Regions from separate parts of the Mus musculus genome. Here region 2 is linked to region 1. A link is a contact called in public Hi-C data. All regions are on one chromosome and are shown on one strand. Each heading gives the region's core, a stretch centred on a gene start, on an enhancer-like site or on the middle of the called end of the contact. The rest is flanking DNA. Distances are from core to core; before and after follow the strand shown.

Region 1 (5,927 bases), core at 946-3,445:
AGTCCATGTGGCTAACAGACACAGCCTTCATACTAGGAGAAGCCCAGGGGGACGAATCAAGTGTTTGAGCTGCTCAAGCTGAATGACCAGGTGCTGCATTCTTAGGTCTCACATGAGAAGGTTTTTGGAAATGAAGTGAATGTAATCATGCTCTTAGGCTCATTACAGCAAAATTTAATAGATTATGGCTTTTAGCTTGAATGGGACCAGGTTTTGCTCTGTGGTTAAAAAGGTCTTGTGTCAAAGCTAGACTATATAGGTGGATGGGCAAGTCCTAACCAAAGCAACACTGGGTGGGGGGGGGGGTGATAAGGCCAAAGTCAAGTGCACTGTGCTTTTGTTCTGCTTAAGAAGAAGGCTCTGAAGCTGTCTGTGCTCATGCTTTGCTTTCTGCCTACTATCGGAGGACTATCCGTAAGGTAAACATTTTCTACGCAGAGATTACGTACTGTCCAAGAATCTACTTACATGTTTCTTATAAAGATTTTTACCATTTTTGTGTGTGTAGTCTGTTCACTTTCAAATAAATTAGTAACTTGTTAGAGAAAGCACAACATAGTCATGAATTGCTTGGTAACAGGGACAAATTCTGAGAAGTGGTGCATAGGTGATGGTGCTGTGGTGTTATGTGGCCACCATTTAATGTGCTTACACAGCCCTGTGTGGTACAGTTCATGACATACCCACTAGACAGTGTGTAACTTCGTATTTGTGATTCATCTGAAGCATACACCATGTGTGGTTCAGAGCTGTGCATATGAGATGTAAAATCAGACTCCACCCAGGCAACCCTGTCATTCTAGTGGGTTATGGCCGGCCACTGAGATCTATAACACTCCTTCTCCAATATCTTCTTCCTGAACCAAATCCATCCTGCTGACCTAGCTCAGGCTGTTAATTCAGGTGCACTGGTCTTTTCCCTCTGGGCAGTATGTTACCATTTTTCTTGCTGAAGTTTTCTTTTATTCCTCTCACCCTGCCTAGACCTAGATGGATAAGATGGGGGCAGAGGTGTTCTCTACTGAATGAGACTCTTCAAAGAGAACTCTGTCACCACTACTACCCCTAAATCCTATTTTGCCCAAAGTCTGTCTGAATCTATTATACTCAAACAACCCCACTGTATACAAGGGACTAACAAAAATGTCATGTGCATTATATCTCTATATTACATACATTATTTATGAAAAATATCATGGAAGGTTCCATTTTAAACTCTTAGCATATAGAAAACCCCCATGCTTATTTGTTTATAGAAACACCTGACTTGGCACATACTGCTATTTTTTAAAAATGGAACAATGTCTTATTCTTTAAATTTTGCATAGACATATATGATCTATGTTGTTCACATTTCCCCATTCTCTCTACCTTCTTCTGGCCCTCTTTTTAGTTAATTTCCCTTCCCGACTTAAATCCTTCTTTTGAAATCTATCTATCTATCTATCTATCTATCTATCTATCTATCTATCTATCTATCTATCTATCTATTTACCTACATACCTATCCATCCATCTATCTATCCATCCACCTATCTTTATACATGTATAACACATGGAATCCATTATTTCATTCCTGATCCAATGTTTTCCATTTTTAATAAATACACTGATGTCTAACAAACCCTTCAACTATCTTATTAGTTATTCTTCCCTTCACTCACTGGAATATAAATTGACAGATATGACTCTAATGCCTAAGATAGTCTTTGACATATAGCAGGGTTTTAATAAACAAGCATTTAATTATAAACCTGTTTAATGACTGAGACTGAAGAGATGGCTCAGAGGTTACAAGCACTGGCTATTCTTTTAAAGGACGCAGGTTCAATTCCCAGCACCCATACCACAGCTAACCATCTCTAATTCCAGTTCCAGGGATATGATGCCCTCTTCTGGCTTCAGTGAGTACCAGGCATTCACAGGCAAACAGAAAGTCAAGACACACATATAAAATAAAAATAAATAAATCTTTAAAGACTGATTAATTAATTATATTGCATTTTTTACTGAGTATCCCTTGAATTCCACAAAGTCCCCTAGCCTATCTTGCAAGACCCGCATTGGTGCCTAGGTAAAATGTTCGATTCTCACTCTCAGGCCTTTTAAATGAAAGCTTGACTTGCCCATCTGTGCTCTTGCCCAGTAACAGCGTACTAGATCACATGACCTCCTGAGAGCTCTCTGGCCCTTGACATCCTAATTCAATTCCACTTAGATGTCCTAAAAGTAATTTGTGGAGAAATTCTTTTCCTCCTCCTCTCTGGATTGGAGTTTGCGTTTATCTAATTATTTCCTTGGTAGATTGACCCAGCTTGAAAGGAGCACCCTGTCACCTCCCCTGGAAATGCTCTAAGCCCTCACTTTATAAACCGGGAGGACTAAAGACTCAGATCTCTAGGGAATTAAATTGCATTCAAATAAGATTAAGGCTTTTTGACTCACAAAAGCAAGGACAATCAGAGGCTAACTGAGCCAAAGCAATTGTTCAGCAAACTAATCCAGATATGTTATTCACAAAAGGACTCTCACAACTGGTTAGCAAAAGGGAGAAATGCCCAGAAAGGAATGCTGGACTGGACCGAGTTACAGGAGAGTTCTTGAAACCTTGTCCTTCCCCTCTTAGGTACTGAATGGGTCTTTCCTCAGTTCTGTTGTCTGGGGCCCAACACCTCCCAGTGACCGCAGTGGGAGTCTCTAGTGGGGATGGAGGAGGTTCACCCTCTGCAGACATGTTGGATGAGTGGAGAGCCAAGGTGCAAGACAATGTCACTGGGAATCAAAGGCTGAATGCGTGCCTCTCCTTGATTTGAAGCGTGATATTGCGATCTTTTACAGGATATAGATTCCTTCGTAAAAATAGTATTTTGGCATAATAAAACAAGGAGCACAAAATTGCAAAGAAAACTAATTACATTAAAATTCGTGTTAGCAAAAATCCTTTCTCCCCCAAACAGGTGAGTTAGCTCATGTATGTCACTAATGTATTCAACTGAGGGCCAGCATCAGTCTGATAGTTGCAGTAATTTTATAATGGTGACACATTTAATTGACAGTTTGAAGTACTTCAACAAACAGAGCTATGCTATAAATATCGACAACTTATAAATGTTGGATGTGCAGGACAGTAGCCACAAGTAAAGCTAACGCCGCTGTGGCTTATTCTCTACATTACAATAGAAGGAAGTGTAATTTGGGGTAAATATGGGTATAAGTCATGATAGATGCAATCTTCCCCTTCAAATTCATGGATGCCCCTCACCCTCTATCTCAGGTTAGAAACCCCTGATGTAGACATCAAAGAGTTCTCTGAAGACCCTTTTGTCAAATATACATGGTCCCCACCTTCACTTGTACTTAATTGTGTATGTTCTGACCGTTCACAGCCAACAAGTATTCTTGTTGGCCAGGTCAGCAAGGAGAAGGCTTGAAAAACTGGAAGGTGACCAGCCCTGTCATGTGTGCTTTATGCTTAGAGAATAGACCTCTTCAGGCTGATGGGGAAGGGCTGCCAGTTGCCATAGAATTCTGGCTCAGGGTTGTTCAACTTGCCCTGAATGTGGTCACAACTACTGTTTGAAAAACACAAGCCCTGTACCCTAGAAACAGCTCAGTTCTTGACAAAGCAGGATGGTGAGTGGGTGCTTTAGGGTTGGAACTGTGTGATCTCCATTGTTGTATTTACTGCTCCGAAGCTGGTCATTTTAATTCCAGTATTGGAAGAGCAACGTCATCAAGGTTGCAGTAAGAATGAAGGGAGGATATATGCAGAATGCAGTTCCTGTCACAGTCTATACACTTAAAAAGCACTGGCATTGCGGCTGCTGTTGGGACACCTCCTTCTTTCTACTGGTCTCACCTTCCTGTGTGCCAATGTAATATGCAGAGTTTAAGACCCTCCACAGAATCTGTCTTTTCATGAAGACTTTGATAATTCCAGATATGCTAGTGAAAGAGCATGCTATGCTAAACCCATAAAATTGACAGTTTTTTGGAAAACATTCTATGATTGATAATGTTACACAGCTCAGTGTAGTACATAACACTGAGAGCAGGGACTGCTATATAGGAAACTGTCTCTGTGAAGAGCCTGCCTGCCTTCCTTCCTTCCTTCCTTCCTTCCTTCCTTCCTTCCTTCCTTCCTTCCTGATTCTGCCTGTACTTCCACAATCACCCCTGAAGTTCAGTGAGGTTTCTGGTTTTCTCTTAGAAAACTCTTTTCTATAAAGGCAATTACTTGAATGTTTAACAAAATTATTTTAACACAATATACGTTACATACAAAACCATAATAAACCAAACTGAACTTGAGAGCACGTGCCTGTAATCCTGGCACTCAGGAGGCTGAGGCAGGATATTTAGTAAAAGTCTGTTAGAGAGGGAGAGGGAGAGGGAGAGGGAGAGGGAGAGGGAGAGGGAGAGGGAGAGGGAGAGGGAGAGGGAGAGGGAGAGGGAGAGGGAGAGGGAGAGGGAGAGGGAGAGGGAGGGAGGGAGGGAGGAAGGAAGGAAGGAAGGAAGGAAGGAAGGAAGGAAGGAAACAATTAAATCAAAAGAGAAATTGCTTGGAATTGGGTATCAGCTCTCTACAGCAGCCATGGAGCCATCTTCACTCTGAGCTGAGGAGAGGGTAGCACCTTGTATTGTCCCTTGTCTCATTTACACAGGTGTGGTTTTCTAATTGTGATTAAGTAATATCTTTCTAATAGTCTTTGTTTCAAAGAGCAAGGTAATTGTGAATGATTGAAAAGGAGGGTTTAAATACCATTTGAAGCAAATGAAAAAGTTATATAGCTAAAACTGGAGAATCAAAACAGCATCATGAAGGCAAGATCATTTAACTCTTATGGAGAACAGCATTATCCTGTGTGGAACGCCCAGCTTCATGTGACTGTGAATTCCCTGAAAGGCAGTCAGGCAGAAGTGAAATGTGGCCATGCACTAAAATGTTTCAGAATGAAATACACACTGGATTTTAAAGACGAGGTAGTAAATAAAAGATGTAAAATGCATCATTAATCATCTGTATTGTGATTACATAGCGAGAGCACAGCAATTTGGACATATCAGGTTAAACATATCTTGTATTATCATAAATCCGAAGTTTAGCCAATAGCACAAGAACAGTAGTAAAACAAACTACTGCCTTTCAACTGGCTTTTTCCAATGTGTCCACTGAAACACTTAACACTCCAGCCTTGACACAGCCAAATGCTCCCTGACAGATGGGTGAGTAACTGAAATGAAGACACATTCAGCAGAACACAAGCCTCAAGGCAGAGTGGCTTCCATCCACTACAGCATGGATGACCTTTAAAAACACATCACGGGAAAGAGAATAAGTCAAATACAACTGAAGAAATACTGCTGGATTCTGCTTATATACAGCAGCAACCGCAGGTTAATCCATACGGAAAGAAAATGATGACTGAGAGGACAGGGAAGAGCAACAGAAAGCTATTGTTGAATGGCTACAGAAATGAATGGGCTCCGGAAATGTTGAGTGGCGAGGGCCACCCAACAAGAACACACTGAATGGTATCGGACTGAGTCAAAATAGATGCAGTGGTAAAGTTTATGTTATATGCATTGTGTTACAACGTCAAAAGTCCATATATGGCTCTCTCACATGGCTCACATTTCTGTGGTTGATGCTGTTCTAGAGCTTGAAATAGGGGCTAAGAAGCAAGTGCTACACTCTGTGGTCACTGAGCCTATGTAGTAGGAAACCCAGGCCTTGAGTGCTATCTAGCTTAAAGAGCTTGGTCTGTGTGACAACTTTTGTCTTCCCATCTGAAAAATTAGGCTCAGGGTGTTGCTCGTTGAGTTATTTTAGGTCTAAAAGAGTCTGTTGCCGGGCGTGATGGCTCATGCTTTTAATCCCAGCACTTGGGAGGCAAAGGCAGGCGGATTTCTGAGTTTGAGGTCAGC
Region 2 (5,927 bases), core at 1,830-4,329, 350 kb before region 1:
TGGTACTCTTTACAGTTGTATCAAATTCCATTGTATGTATGTAACTGGACTTTTGCCTATTTTACGGGTTCCTATTTCTACCACCCTTCCCCATCCTTATTCCTTCCAACCCTCCCAACACTATGTAGGAAAAAAAGGCTAGAGGGGGAAAGAGGTATCAATATCATTAGATAATTTCCTGCTAATTAGGGGCATCAAGTTCTTGGGGACAGTTTTGATTTTCATTGTCAGGATATTTCCAACCAGCTACCAGCAGCCAGCAGCCAGCAACCAGCAACCAGCAACCAGCAACCAGCAACCAGCAACCAGCAACCAGCAACCAGCAACCAGCAGCCAACCAGCAGCCAACCAGCAACCAGCAGCCAACCAGAAACCAGCAACCAGCAGCCAACTAGAAACCAGCAACCAGCAACCAACCAGCAACCAGCAACCAGTGACCAACAGCTCAACAGATGAGCCAAAGAAGTAGACAGGTGGTAGAAGATGAAGCACAACGATCAAAGGATATAGAAAAAAAATGTTCAATTTCACTAACCATCAGAGAAATACCAAGAAACACTATAGTGAGAAATTTCTCACCCTAATCAGAATGGCAGTGACTAGGAAAACTAGTAATAACAAATGCTGGTGAGGATGCTGACAGAAATGAACACTTGTACCCTACTGGGGTGAATATAAATTCATCCAACCACTATAGAACTCAATATTGCTCCTTGCAGAAAAACAAAAACTATACCCAGAGTCTGACCTAGCTATACTACTCCTGGGTACTTACTTGAACAATGAAGAATTAACCTATCACAGATGGACACATAGCATTTACTGCAGCTCTGTTCACAATGCTTAGTTATAGAGACAACACAGGCATTCATCAGCAGAGGAGTAAGGAAGGAACTGTGATATATAGATGTGCAAAGGATCTTTATGGTGAGCCATAAAGAAGAATGAAGTTATATTTTGGGGAGGAATATAGACACAATTGTAAATAACTGTTAAATGACATAAGCCAGCCTTAGATATGGGAGCATCACATGCTGCCTCACGTTTATGATTCCTAGATTATTTGTGTATGTGTATATGCATATATATATGTATATATATATATATATATGTATACACATATACATATATATATAATCACATATGTGTACATATACAACATGAAAGTAGATGATAAAGTATCTACAGGGGAAGAGGACTAAAGAGGTGGAAGGGTGAAAAGGGAGTTTGAGAGGGAATATGCTCAAAGTACATTATATGAAAATGCCCTCATGATCTCACAGCTTTTGTATGCTTTAAAATTTGCCACATCATCTCATCCCTTCATCAACACCATCAATAAAAGTGAAGGTCTGATTATTACCCATGTCATTTCTTTTATCCACTAAAGAGTCGTTTTTGCATGGGCGGTATGAAAAGTTTTCCATCTCCCCAGATCCCTTAGAAAATGCTTTTGGAGAGGAATCAAATCAGAGAGCAGCGCAGAGAGCTTGCTGTTGGAAGGGATAATGAAAGCAAAGGCCATTAGGTTGTTTACATTCTTGATGTCCCAGGCCCACTGACCATTCATCACTACAAGAAGTTCCCGTCAGCCTTTGCATCATGAACTGTGTTCCCTTGCTGTAGACCCATGGGAGCACACGTTGGCCCAGTGTCCCTGAGGTGATGCTGACGCACAGCTTTGCGAGGGGAGGCTATGGGCGCAGGGCCTAGTGATGTCACCAAGGAATCTCAGCGCTTGGATGGCTGACAGTGGTTTCGTTTGCCAGATACGCGCTGGAAGCCTGAAGGGAATTCTGCCGCCAGAAAGCACGTCTAGAGTAGGTCAAATCCAACGCCCGCACTAGACTCAGCACGGCGATCTCCTCAACACTCAACCCCTGACCCCCCATAATTGTTGTGGACACTAAAGAAAGTTTGCTAAGTGTGGAAGGGATGTCCTGAACAGTAGTAGCAAAACCTCTCTTAGCAGATGGAATGACAATCATTCTCCAATAAGAGGCAACGCACACCTTGCAAAACATCTGACCAGGGGCTTTTCTTCCAACCCTGACTTCCTGAAGTCTGAATGTTCACCGAGTGGAAACTCTAGGGGGAGCTATTTTGTTTGTAATGTGGCCTGTGATCTGTCTTTTCAAGTAAGCAAGATGCTTTAAAATTTCAGGTTCTTCTTAAAGAAAACTTACTTATGACACACTTATAGGGAAAGCCCTACCCATCATGTTGGAAACTTCATCGGTGTAAAAACTAGGAAATCGTGCATGTGTTCTCGGGAACATCAAGTGGTATGTGGGTATTCCAAGAGCAAGGAAAGAAACTCAGGCTTGAAAAATAAGCAAATCTGGACCTGGATTTCAGCTCAGTAGTAGCTATATGACTGTAATATCTGGGGATGAAATGCTTAGTTTCACAAGAGCTTAGTTGTTGAACATTTAGTTCCCAGTTGGTGGAGCTATGGGGGGGGGGGGGAGTTCTGGAATCTTTAGAATACAGGCCCAGTTGGAGGTAGTATATCATCACTGGGGCAGGTTCTTGGGGTATCTTGTCCCTGCCCCTTTCCTGTCTCCCTCTTTCTGTTTCCCATCCAAAATGAGGCAAAGAAACACTTCTACCACATGTTCACATGACCATGATATGCTCCTACGTGTGGAGGTCCAAAGGATTGTCCTTTGATCCCTGTGACACTGTGAGTCAAAGTGAATTCTTCTTCCCTTAATTTTTTTATGTGACTTATTTTGAATACTGTAATGAAAAACTAACTAATGTGCCAGGGGAGGCACTGGGCAATTGGCTTCATAACATGGGAATAGAAGCCTGCATTCTCCACGGCTCTTATTTGGATTTAATTTGACACCTGAGAACTGACGAATTGTACGTGCTCAAAAGCTATTTCCACTCCCCACTATTTCTTTGGACTACGAGATAATACACCCACTGACATTCCTGTGTGGATTTTGCCCCAGTAATTACCTTCGTGCTTTTTACATGGACAATTAGGCACACAAAAGAGGGCACATACTCCATGGCAGTGCCGGGAGTCCCCTCCCCCATCCCTATCACGGATAGGGAGGCTGCAGGATGGAGCTTCCAGAGAACAGTGCTTGATACTGCTGGGAAATGCATTTGTGCCCCGAGCACAGGTCAGGGAGAAAATAATGACAGGATGACATTTGCTTCTGCGGAGAGGTCTGGGCAGTGATTTGTTCCTGAACAAAAAGCATCTATTTCCTGGCATGCCAAGGACCTGGCTCTGTGGCAGGCTGAGGACTATTCTGCCTTACACAGACACAGTATTCTGTATCAGCTAAGTATCAGGTTAAGACTCCCTCAGAATGCTATAAGGTACAGAAAGCCTAATTCTCAGTGTCCAGCAAGGCAAAGGTTGCTTTGGAGTCTGTTTTATAAATCACAAGCCAGCTGACGGCTAGGCCAAGGAAGCTGTTACTAGTTATCCAATACAGGAAAACAAGGCTGGGGAGGAGCACTCACGGCAAGGACCAGAGGACCAGGGGACCAGGGGACCAGAGGGAAACGCCTCATTCTTTGGCTGTTTGGACCGAAAGATGGTAATGAGAAGCTATATCCTCTCAGGATATTATCTCAGAGTCTTTCTAAAGCCTTGCTAAGAGGTCTCTCTCTTAAGTTTTCTTTTTTAGCCACGTTTATACAAGCGGTTTGTATTTCCTATTATCCTGGCAGTTTCTTTATGTAACAAAGGACTCTTAGGTTTTCCATGACTGCAGTTACTTCAAGCCTGATGTTAAAATACTTGTCGGATTTGGAGGTATTCTTAGAAGAAAGCAGGAGGGACATTGGGGATGGTTGCTTTAGCTCCCCCATCCTGTAGGTGGCCAGGTGACTACCATGACACTGATTGCCCAGGGTAACACAGTGACTAGGTCCTGGGCTGGATGGAGAACTTTGGTTTGTATTTCCTTATTTTTTAAAAAATGGTATTTTTATTAATTCTTTGGGAATTTAATACCTTCATACAATGTATTTTGATCATTCACATTTTGATCATCAGTGTATTTTGATCATCTCTCCTACCCTCTCAGACCCACTCTCTAACCCCTTCCCAGATTTATATTTCTTAAAAAATACCCACAAAGTCCAATTTGTGCTGATCTTATATTCATGGGTGTGGGGTCATCCATTGAAGTATGGGTAACCTACTAGAGGCACACCCTTAAAAAAACTGACTCCCCCTCTCAAAAAAAAACAAAAACAAAAACAAAAAACAATCAACTATCAATATCTCCTCAGCTAGAGGGGGCTCATGAGCCTACCCCCACTCCATGCCAGAACTGGCCTGATCTTGTGGAGGTCTCATGGAAGCAACCAACAGCTCCGTGAGTTTATGAGTACATTGATCCTGTCATGTCCAGAGAATGCTGCGCTGTGTTGTTGAAGTCCACTCTGATCTCTGGCCCTTACAATCCTTCTGTCCTTTTCTCATGGTGGTCCCTGAGCCCTCAGGAAGGGGTGTGTATGGATGTCCCATTTGTGGCTAAGCACCCTATAGTATAGACACTTATCCCTTACACTTAGACCAGTCGTGAGTTTCTGTCTTAACCACCATCTACTGCACAGAGTAGCTTCTCTGATGAACACCGGGAGTTGCACTGAGCTATGGATACAGAGCCAACTATTTACAGGGCATTTTATTAATAAGTCCATTTAGTAAAATAATAAAGGTAGGTTCACTTATGGACTTCTCAGCCATGAGTTCTTGGTTAGATTTACAGTACCAGGCATGTGCTTCCTTCTGTAGATCAGGCCTTAAAGCCAATCAGAAGTTGGTGAGTACTCTATAACATTATGCCTCTGTTGTACCCATGCGTGTGCCCGAGAGGCTGGGAAGGTAGGGTGGGGGAGAGTGTCAGGGGAAGGATAACTAACATTAAAGGTATTTGAAAATGTTGTGTGGAAACTTAGTAGTTTGTAAGCTTAACATGAGTCTAATTGGAGCTATCCTATGCATAGATGGGTGCTCCTTCCAGGAGCTACAGATTACCAAACAAAATGTCCAGTGCCAGGCATGGGATGCCTCCCGTCAAGTTGTTGGTCACAGGATATCCTGGAGAGTCCACAAACAATGCAGGCTATTGGCATTGCTGTGGTGGTTTGAATGAAAATGGTCCCATAGGCTCACAGGGTATGACATTATTTGAATGTCTGGCTTTGTTGAAACAGGTATGGGCTTGTTGGAGGAAGTTTGTCACTGTGGGGAGGGCTTTGAGGTTTCAGAAGCTCAAACCAGCTACAGTGGCTTACTCTCTCTTTCTGCTGCCTGCTGATCCAATGGGAAACTCTCAGTCAACACTCCAGTACCATGTCTGCCTTCATGCCCCCATGCTACCTGCCAGGCTGATAATGGACTGAACCTCAGAACTACATGCCAGCCCCAATTAAATGTTTTCTTTTTTTTTTATTTTTAAAATTAATTTATTTTCTACACTCCATATTTTATCCCCCCCCCCCACCCACCCTCCAACTGCTCCACATCCCATACCTCCTCCTCAACCCCCTGTCTCCACATGGATATCCCCACCTCCCACCCCACCTGACCTCTAAACTTCGTGGATCCTCCAATCTCTTGAGGGTTAGGTGCATCATCTTTGAATGAACACAGACCCAGAAGTCCTCTACTGTATGTGTAAGAGTTGCCATGGTCATGGTGTCTCTTCATAGCAAATAGAAACCCTAACTACGACAGTTGCCCACTGGAACTTGAGAGTAAGACCCTATTGCTGATGATGCTATATACTTTGGTCACAGAACATGGAGATATCAAGTTGGTACTGACTGGGAAGCTTTTTCCCTGCAGAGCAGTTTATGTAACACTAGAAGGTGCTATGCAGGCTGCTGGAGGGACAGAGTCATCAAGAGTCTTACCCAGCTATAAACCCTGTGAACTACAACCA

Evidence for each region. Hi-C and Micro-C count contacts between places; a contact is called where the count stands out from the background.
Region 2: a Hi-C map of the N1E-115 cell line shows a contact between it and region 1, with 5 times the contacts expected there. The contact joins two enhancer-like sites. A contact is called at or near these places in 7 of 484 Hi-C or Micro-C datasets (the AML12 cell line, the N1E-115 cell line, cerebral cortex and 3 more) and 2 of 115 datasets of contacts at active chromatin or transcription factors (cardiomyocytes and heart atrium).

What each region holds. Positions count from the first base shown.
Region 1 is chr6:93,091,564-93,097,490 of GRCm38.p6, reverse strand. The region is part of intron 1 of 9530026P05Rik (RIKEN cDNA 9530026P05 gene); the gene reads right to left. Among named protein-coding and RNA genes, the nearest start is that of Gm38863, 100 kb to the left of the region's middle. Within about 2 kb of position 2,195, at least 6 of the 459 cell types and tissues checked have an H3K27ac peak or open chromatin away from gene starts, as enhancers often do. A contact at or near this core is called in the N1E-115 cell line, where this site is marked.
Region 2 is chr6:93,441,508-93,447,434 of GRCm38.p6, reverse strand. No RefSeq gene overlaps it. Among named protein-coding and RNA genes, the nearest start is that of Gm22312, 65 kb to the left of the region's middle. Within about 2 kb of position 3,079, at least 45 of the 459 cell types and tissues checked have an H3K27ac peak or open chromatin away from gene starts, as enhancers often do. A contact at or near this core is called in the N1E-115 cell line, where this site is marked.